Regions from separate parts of the Zea mays genome. Here region 2 is linked to region 1. Evidence: chromatin contacts called from public Hi-C data. All regions are on one chromosome and are shown on one strand. Each heading gives the region's core, a stretch centred on a gene start, on an enhancer-like site or on the middle of the called end of the contact. The rest is flanking DNA. Distances are from core to core; before and after follow the strand shown.

What was found. Hi-C and Micro-C count contacts between places; a contact is called where the count stands out from the background.
Region 2: a Hi-C map of leaf shows a contact between it and region 1, with 2.2 times the contacts expected there. The contact joins the promoter of LOC103632096 here to the promoter of LOC109940837 in region 1. A contact is called at or near these places in 10 of 25 Hi-C or Micro-C datasets (ear, leaf, tassel and 1 more).

Annotation. Positions count from the first base shown.
Region 1 is chr7:16,804,637-16,809,316 of Zm-B73-REFERENCE-NAM-5.0, reverse strand. LOC109940837 (UDP-glycosyltransferase 91A1) reads right to left here and starts at 1,867. Exons shown (of 2, transcript XM_020541163.2): 1 at 1,238-1,867; 2 at 69-611. The coding sequence starts at 1,611. The coding sequence ends at 596.
Region 2 is chr7:17,110,725-17,115,404 of Zm-B73-REFERENCE-NAM-5.0, reverse strand. It overlaps LOC103632096 (rRNA biogenesis protein RRP5), which reads right to left and starts at 2,632. Exons shown (of 40, transcript XM_008653946.3): 1 at 1,834-2,632; 2 at 1,523-1,734; 3 at 81-221. The coding sequence starts at 2,041.

The sequences.
Region 1 (4,680 bases), core at 618-3,117:
TGAAGGACGTACCTTCATCATCACGGTATACGTTAATGAAAGACAGAGCATATGAAACATGAAGATAACATGAATAATCATATAACATCATTCACATATCTTCATTATATAATCTTGAATAGATAAAGACAATATTTAATTACATTTGTGCCTTCGGCTTGATAGAAGGCAAAAATCCAAGCGTGGCGCACGAGCGAATACAAGATAGCGTGAACAGTACAGGGGTACTGTTCATCCATTTATAGGCACAGGACGCAGCCTGTGAGGAATTACATTCATGCCCTTTACAAATGATTACAATCATAATACAAGCTATCATGGACCGATTGGTCATTTCATCTTTAAGTCGGTACATCCGGTAGTACGCTATGAAGCTCTCTGATTGGCAGCTTCGGCTTTGCTTCTGTGTCGATCTTCCGAAGGTGTTTATTCTTATGGGACCTTCGGCGACGAAGCAGACCCCCAACACATAGTCTCTGCCCAAAATATTTTAGCACCTGTGGACGGTCCGCTGACCCTGGTCAGGTCTGTACAACCATACAGGGGCTTGTGTAAACATGCAATCCCTCTAGTTAGGACCGCGGACGAGCCGACCCTAAGGTCCAGATGGTCTGCAATACAAGAGCTCAAATTACTCCGAGAAGGACCACTTCTGTTGGTCCACATAGTGAGTCACGGACAGTCTGCCAATCCCGGTCGAACGGTCCGTTGACCAATGAACCACTTAACTTTTCAACCACGCTTTTGAAAAGATTTTAACTCTCGAAATCGGAAGCGTTGTTAGTCCTAATACAAATGCAACTACTAGATGCTCTATGAGGCATGCGTTTGGTTGCAATGACAGGACGGGATGGGATGGGACGATCCCTCAAATTAGGTTGTTTGGTTCTGGGTCAAGGGTTAGGACAGGACTATCCAGTGTTGTCCCCTATTGTCCCTCAAAATTGGAGGAATGAGAGAGGACGTCAGGGGACGACCCTGTCCTAGCTGTCCCGCAATCAAACACACCCTAAGTTTCCCATAGATAAATGTCATTTACCTCTCTTGATAGTACGACTATTTATCCGACTAATTCGGTCAATTTCTTCTCTAAACACCTTGTGACCGGAAAAAACAAAAGGGCTATTTAAATTTGTACCCTCAGTTTTATAACCTTCCTCATTTTTACTCTTAATTATGTTTTTTTCTTAGTACCCTTAGAAAAAATGCAGGCAATACGTAAAAATATATACACTACCTTATGCTGTTCAGCAATTGGCCAGATCCAGTTCTGAGCGAAGTCGAGGACGATCCAGTCGAGCTTCCTCGAGAACGCGGACGCCTAGCCGGCGGCAGCACAGCCCCGATGGCAAGGCGCTCGAACGGCGCGGCGAGGCCGTCGAACGCCTTCTGGAGGAGCCCGACCTTCTTCGGAAGGACGTCGGCGGTTGACTCGGCGCCCTCGGGGAGGCCATCGACGCCGGGCAGGTCCAGCCTGACGATGCATAGGTGCGCCGCGAGCTCCAGCGGGATGGAGCCCTGCAGCTTGGCGGCGTTCCTCGGCGTGGAGACGAAGGTGACGGCGTGGCCGCGCCGCGCCAGCCGCTTGGAGAGGTCCAGAAACGTGATCATGTGGCCGAACGCCAGTCATGGGAACACGACGATGTGGAGAGCTTGACATTCGGTCTATTAGGTTAATTCGGTTCGGTCTATTCGAGTTTGTGAAATTTCAGGTTTTGAAAAATGAGAACCGAAATTTTCAAAAAAAATTAGGAACCGAACCCGAATAGACTCACAATTTCGGTTCGGTCTATTCGGTCCACCGAATAGACCCAAATTATAGAGAGACTAGTATATTTTGTCAAAATATATACAATGAATAATTAATTGAAAGTACTATTATTACAACAAGTGACTATAAAATTAGCATACAAAGATATATATATTATTGTTAAGATGATATTATTATTTCTAGCTAATAAGTTCATAAATCATATAATAATATCATCACATATTAAGAGCTTTTTTATATTTCGGGTTATTCGTTCTATTCGGGTTTTAAAAGTTCAGAATCGAACCCGAATCCATACCCCGAAATATAGCACGTATAGGAACCGAATCCGAACCCAAAAACCCAAATAGACCGACAATTCGATCTATTCGGGTTCGGTTCAGGTTCGGGTTCGGTTTTAAACTGCCTGTTTGGTTGATGTGCGGAAGGTTGCAGCTGCACTCGCGGAGTCTCAAAGTGCATATTGTTTGGTTTACTTCTCTCAGCGTACTGGTTGAACGGATGCAAAAATAGATGGCGAGCCAGGCCCGCGTGAGATGCTCCCAGCGCGCGTACGCCGGCGTGCAGTCCGGTGGCATGCTGTTGCATGTAGTTGCACGCAAAACGAGAACGCATTTATATGTTCTTGCATCATATCTTTTAAATAAAAAAGTTAATCATCGAACCGATTTTATATTCGTGTTCCTGGATTTTTTTTGAACAAAACTAGACCACACATGCTATATAATATTTAAAGATTTATTTATTCACTTTTCTCTAATACATGTTTTGGTGTAGATAACCAAACACAGGTTATATTTGTCCTGAATGTAATAATACAACCAACCAAACAAAAGCATATGTACATACCAAGCTTGTACACAAGGAGCCTGACCCGTCGGATATGAGCCAGCCTACCTGTGTACAACAACCAATCAGACGGAAAATGTCCACCCCTATTCTTGGGTGTCGTCCTCTTCCATGGCCAGCCACTGTAGAATCTAGCAGGTAGCTTGACTACTGCGTGCGCAGATGAAATGGTACGGCAGCACCTTTGATATGAAATCAGATGACACCGGAGGTTTCTTCTACTCAGATTATTCGGATCGGATGCACGCAGATGTGTTTATAATTCGTATGTCCGCTCAGCCAAGAGGGCTCAGGTGACCCCTACACGTTGGCATGGATACAGAGGACCCGTTTGATTCTGCACCAGTGTGGCCCGTACTGACAGACTGGGCCAAGCCAGATGTGTGAGGTGCAATTATTTTGTGTTTTGGTATTGTTGCACCAAACAGATCAGGCCAACACGGTCTCTTGTTTGTTTTGCTGCACCATAGGCCGGTCATTAACACTGACAAAAGGTGCAACACACCAGCTAGGCTCTCAAAAACGACTTTGAATTTTATTGCTTGGGAGCTGGACCACGGGTGCTTCAAATACCATGATAGCCACACCCAAAACAAATAAACCACCAGGCCAATCATAGTGTCCGTTTATTTTGGCTTTTTGTTGAGGAGCTTTTCTGACAATTGGTTGTGACGTTGTGTGGAGAATCTGACTATATGGAAAATATGAGTATCATGGAATTACGTACGGAAAAAGATGAAGTAGTCTATAGGGTTTAGGATTTAGTAAGTGACGGATTCCTTCTATTATGACGATTCGATCGATTAGGTGTTCATGTTCATTTTAGACGGTTTTCACCAAAGCGATTCTCATAAAAACAGACTGAAAAACTAAACGTTTGGTATTCTGCAGCAGCTTTTAGCGTCCAAAATCAGAAGAAAAAAAAACTAAAACAAACATGCCCATAATCTGATAGCTTGTCAAGGCATCTGAGTTTGGGAAACAAATAGGCCCGCATTAGGGACAGTTTGTTTCCATAGTGCTAAAATTTAGCACATGCTATATTTAAACACCTTGCTAAACTTTAGCATTTAAGGGTTGTTTGGATACAAGTGCTAAACTCCTAATTAATGCCCTAATTAATACCTCTTTAGCACAGTTCGATGGGGGAAGAGAAAGCAACAGTTGGACCATGGTGGGGGAGAGAGAAAGGGGTTATGATCACTTTTAACACATTTTAGTATCTTTGGTGGAGCTAAAATGCTAATGTGTGCTAAATAGTAGCACAACACTTTTTGTCAGCCTGTTTGGTCCCTCATGTGCTAAACTTGCTAAACTTTAGCAAAAAAGTTTAGTGCTAAGGGAAAATAAACATGACCATAGTTAGGTCCTAGCCCACTCATATACCATTCTCATGGTCTTTTTGTTTAGCCCCTAAGGAAAATAAACTTTAGTGACTAGTGAACTTTAGTCACTTTTAGCCCCTAAGGACATGTACAACCTAGAGACCCTAGAACGGTTTTCTAAATACAAGAGACAGCTAAGAGACTGCATAGTATAATCCTAAGTGTCCTTGGATTATAAATGTAGTTAAGAGACAATAAATATAAATAGTCGTGAAGAGACCGGCTCTTTGTGAAGAGCTCGTCTCTTGATTTTTTCGCTTACCCCCTAGAGACCTCTCAAGAGACGCCTCAATTAATGGGGTTGTACATGACCTAAAGAAGCAAACAAGGTAATTAGAAGCCTCCAACTAAAGTTTAGTCCTCTAGTCACCAAGGGGTTGACTAAAATGACTAAAATGACATTTTTACTGCATTTGCCCTGCCCTCCTTCCTTGTGCCCTATAAAATAGAGGTGATGCAGTCTTTATGTATAGTAATTAAAGCTTGCAGGTGGTAGACTAACCGTAAAGAATCGACTTTGGGGATGTCCATTCATAGCTCTCCCTATGTTGCCAGTTTTGTCTTTAATTATCAGTTTTCTTCATTACCGTTTGCTTTGCAGGTTGAAGATGATGGTTCGATCGTTAAGATCGGTCATGAAGAGAAGCTTGATGACTACATGAAGTCCTTTGATGA
Region 2 (4,680 bases), core at 1,383-3,882, 310 kb before region 1:
CAGTATCAGTTGGTTCACCAGATGGCTAAACACTGACAAAGCAATATCAATTATGAATTACTTAAGAAGAAAATATCTACCTTACGATTTTCCTGCAAAGCAATGTCGCAAACATCCTCTGAGCGAACAAAGCCTCTAATTCCACCAGGTAGACTTAACACAATATCTTTCTGGTTAACCTCAATTACAACACCCCAGAGCTTCATATTTGGTGAAATATTCTGACAAGGGGAGGGGGGCATTACCAGTTCAGCAATATAGCAGCATTTTGTGAAGGATTTAAAGAAGCCACTACATGTCTCATGTTAACATGCTCTCAATAAACAGATACAAACAGTAAACATAGCTGACTTAAAATAAGGACAATTGCTACCAACTTGAGGCCAGTCATCACATGCTCCAAAATCCAAACATTTCAAGGTAACAAATAAGAATAATCACAGTAACACCACCCAACACAAAGCTAGCGATATATATCCTAGACATCACATTCAAAGGGCCAAATGGCAATCCTGTAGCCTCAACTAATGCAATGACCAAAGAAAGATTCGCGTGTAGCCCTACATCACCTTAATCTTAATGTGCATCGAGGTGCATAACTTGTACCATATTCTAGCAACTGAAACTGTCCAAAACAAGCTAAATCCATTAAGATTTTATGAAGAGCGTTTAGTTCAAAAATATGAGAAATATTGGATGGGAAGTGCATCAGTATATGTGCTGCTGCTGCAGGATTTGAATGGATATCTGAACCATCTGAAACGTTGCCAGGATTAACAATGGAAAATATGTTTGCTCTCACCAGCTATTTGTTAGAGCAAACATGCCAGAGAAGTTCAGTGTGAATTGATATAAGAATAAAAGTCTAGCTCCTTGGGCCTTTGAATAAATTCGAGTGGACAGGGATTATAGCATGTAACAGGGACGACAAAGGGCCAGGGTCAAGCCCCGGCTGCTCTGCGCTTGATGGAGAAGAGAGGTAGAGCACCCACATAACAATAATTCTGTGTTTATTTGGAAGAGGCCAGAAATAGACAATAATTCTAATCATGGTTATTAAGACATTATTCAAGTGTTGCTTAAGTGTCAAAGCGGTCTAAGTTCGCCACAGTGGCCCATCGCCTTATGCATATGCGGTCACCCCAGTGATTCCACCATATACCCCTCGATTCCGCTGCTGGACCATTCAATTTTGCTTCTAGCCCTGCTTGCTTCTGCTGCTGTTATCTTGATTTCGCTGTCTCCAACCTGTCAAATCCCTTGATTTAGAAGGGGGTGTCGGCAGCAGTCTGCTTGCTTCTGCTGCTGTTATCTTATTTAAAGAGAAGTGCACAACAGGGGCTCCTGCTTAAGGTCTATATAGCATTTTCTCATTTCTAATCGCTAGATAAACAGTACTCTTGACTTATGCTAAGCAGTCAAGAGACCCCCAGAGCGTATTTCAAGGTTAAGGATGCAGTTCGATTGGAAGATCTACCACTTTCTACCCATTGCTGCATAGTAACAGACTTTAGGAGGTAACCTTTACTGTGATGCGATTAGCAAAGCGTGGGAGCTTCCCAGTGGTGGCCCCACCGAAGAGTATCCCCAAGTCGTCATCCACGCCAAAACCAGACGACTCGCCGCCACTCCTCTTCCTTTTTCCCTTCCCCTTCTTCGCCTCCCTCTCGAAATCCTGCTCCGCCTCCGCACGAGCCTCCGCCATCTCATCCTTGCTCAGGAGGCTGTGTCCCCCTGTGCACCACCCCAAACGCACAACAACACATCAGTGCAATGCAAAATTGACAGGGAGGAGGGGAGGGGTGTTGCGGGACTGCTCAGCTCGACGCTTACCTCTTGGAAAGTCAGCTTCGTCAGAAGCTGCGGCGAGGAGCGCTGCAGAACCCGGCGCTGCCGACTGCTGCCGCTCTCCGTTGCCATCCCCCTGCTCAGCGGCTGCATCCTCCTTGTGGTGCCTTTTGAACTGCTTCCGGTCGGGACGCAGGTCGGTCTTGCCGCCGGCGCCCTTCCCCTTCTTCCTGGTGACGCGAGGCGGCGCCATAGCAGCCAACGCTCTAACCTCCTCGGAAGCGCGTCGCTGCCACCAGTGGCGGAGGACGCGCAAAAATCAAGGTGCTGCTAACGGTCACGGTTGTATGGTGATCGGAGGCACGGACGACGAATGGATTCACTACTGTGCGGTGACCGGAGGCGCGGACGGTGAATGGACTGCTGTCAGCTGTGCGAACTGCGGAAGCCGAAGGCGCGGACGGCGAACGTGCGAAGCTCGGCCTGGCGGGGGCGCAGAGCCGCGAACGCGCGGGGCGGAGCTGGGCAGGGCGGCCGCGAGGGCATGGGGCGAGGAGGAGCTCGGGCCCTCGGCGCGGCAGTGCCGGCAGGGAGACGGTGGGCCGGAGCTGGAGCTTCGTCCTGGGCGGTGGGGCGCAGTGGCGGAAGACGGCGCCGCGCCGGCGAGTCGGCGCCTCGGCGGCCGCGGACAGGGGCGACGACGCAAGAGGCTGGCGGCGGCGCAGGCAGTCGCAGTCGCGCTACGCAGTGGCTCGCTCGGCTGGGAGGAAGCGGGCGTTAGGTTAGGGTTTAGGTGGGTGCCTGATCGTCGTCCGCTCGTTATTCTGGGGGTTAGGGTTTTAGTATGTCATGGACTGGGCTAGGGTTTAAAGTTGTAGGTCCGTCCATGTTTGAACCATTGAGATTTTTGTTATTACCAAACACGGTTGAGGAAATAGAGGTGTAGAAAAAGGCTTCGACGATTTGAGATCCACATAACACGCACACGCCGGTGTGGACTCGATCTCTCTCAGGCGCGTTCGACAGTGATTAATCCTCTGCTGTGAGGATTAGTCTGCGTGGCCACGGCTCCCGTCTTCAGCAGCGTCACTGCTCATGTTGTCATCGCCAATGAGTTATCTCTTCCCTTCTTCCTTCCCATTCTCTCCACTAGATGCGCCCGATTGTAGTGTAGACCCCAGGCTTCGAGCACTAACCATTGTGAGCATCTCTCCCCATTTCCTGCATTGGAGCACGACCGGCTAGCCGGACTTCTGTGTCGTCATATCCTCCATGGATGCACCGACCCTGGACACCGACGTCGAGGTTGACGCTTCGTCCCCCAGGTATGTCTTTTGATGAGGACATCACTCCCACACAAAACAATGCATGGACCGGCAACACGAGCACGTGCACGAAAGGTGAATCTCCAGGTTCGTTCTAACATAGTCAATTGTGTTTTAGAGCTTTTGTTTGGTGTCATGGATGTTTTAATGATTAGGAACTTTGGAGAGGACCATCAAGAGCTTGGAAAAGGCTAAGGTGTCGAGGAAGAGCAGCAAGGGCGTCCACAACAAGAAGAAGATCAAGTCTGACTCGACTGTTATTCCATCTCGGGTTTCAGGACCAGTCTGCACTAAAATGGACACCCAAGACGCATCCGGGCTCCAATTGAGATGGACTTGGTATGGTTGGAAAGATAAGAAGATTATCTAACCAGCCCAACTAGTCTCACCTTAAAATTCATTTAGAGTCAACGAGGATCATCGAAACAAGTCACCGCTCAGATTTTGTTTTGGTGTTGCGTCTGTTGGGTCGCGTATCATGTTGGAGCCCATTAAGGGTACCTCCAGGGGTTGTGCACACCCCTAACCTCTATTTTAACAGCAGCTACCGCCATATTAGGGTGTGGGTTTTGCTTAGATCATATATGTCATCAAATAGTATCGATGTTCATCGGTTTGTGAGACCCCACCTCGTAATCAATGCAGTTTTGATTGCGCTCTTCCTATTCTTGCTTGTGTTCTTGATTGCGCTTGCAGGGATAAGCCTTCGTGGCGAGGTCACTCGTGTGTCACGGGTGATAACCAATGGAGCAGTGGTGTAGTGATTGCGAGGATACATTCGTTCAGAGTCTTGGATCATCAACGGTGAGATCTCCACCCAATTAAGTTATCGTACCTATGTGATAGGCACTGGGATCTACATTTAATAAACACAGCAGATCGAACTCTACATTTAATTTGGAATCTACCATCGACATTGTGTAACTATGGGGGATAGATATCCTTCGGGTCCTCACGAACATAGAAACGTGTCATGGGCCGCCTGACAGGCCTCTCGATGGTTGCTTCACGGGACGGACCAGCATGCTACAATCAGATTGGGAGAACCTGATCCAAGAATACGAAGACTAGGCAACCAAGTTATGCGCTGACTAAAGTGCTGATATCTCGGGTAAGAAAGTTGCACACACCTGAAGAGCTATATATTAGGCGTTAACTCGGCTGAAGAAGTGATCGAACTCTGGATAAGCAGGACTACAGGATGCGATAAAGAAGGAGATAGGCAGAATAGATAATGATGACGACTTGTAAAGGGATAACTCTCTGGTCGTGTATATAAGGCTAAGGGAGGGACCCCTACAAAAAGATATCTCATCTCGTCCCATCACACACCAGACCTCATCAACAACACCTGAACACCATCACAGCTCACTTGTAATCCTCATACTCTAGAGAAATTCCAGCATACGGCCTCAATAGGAAGTAGGGTGTTACGCATTCTAGCGGCCCGAACCTGTATAAATCCTCGTGCAGGTCCGACATGCTCCTGCACGTACCATCGAGTCGCAGTCAGCGACATCGTCCTACCCAAAAGCATCATGTGGGTAACCCCGTGGTGCGCGGTCGG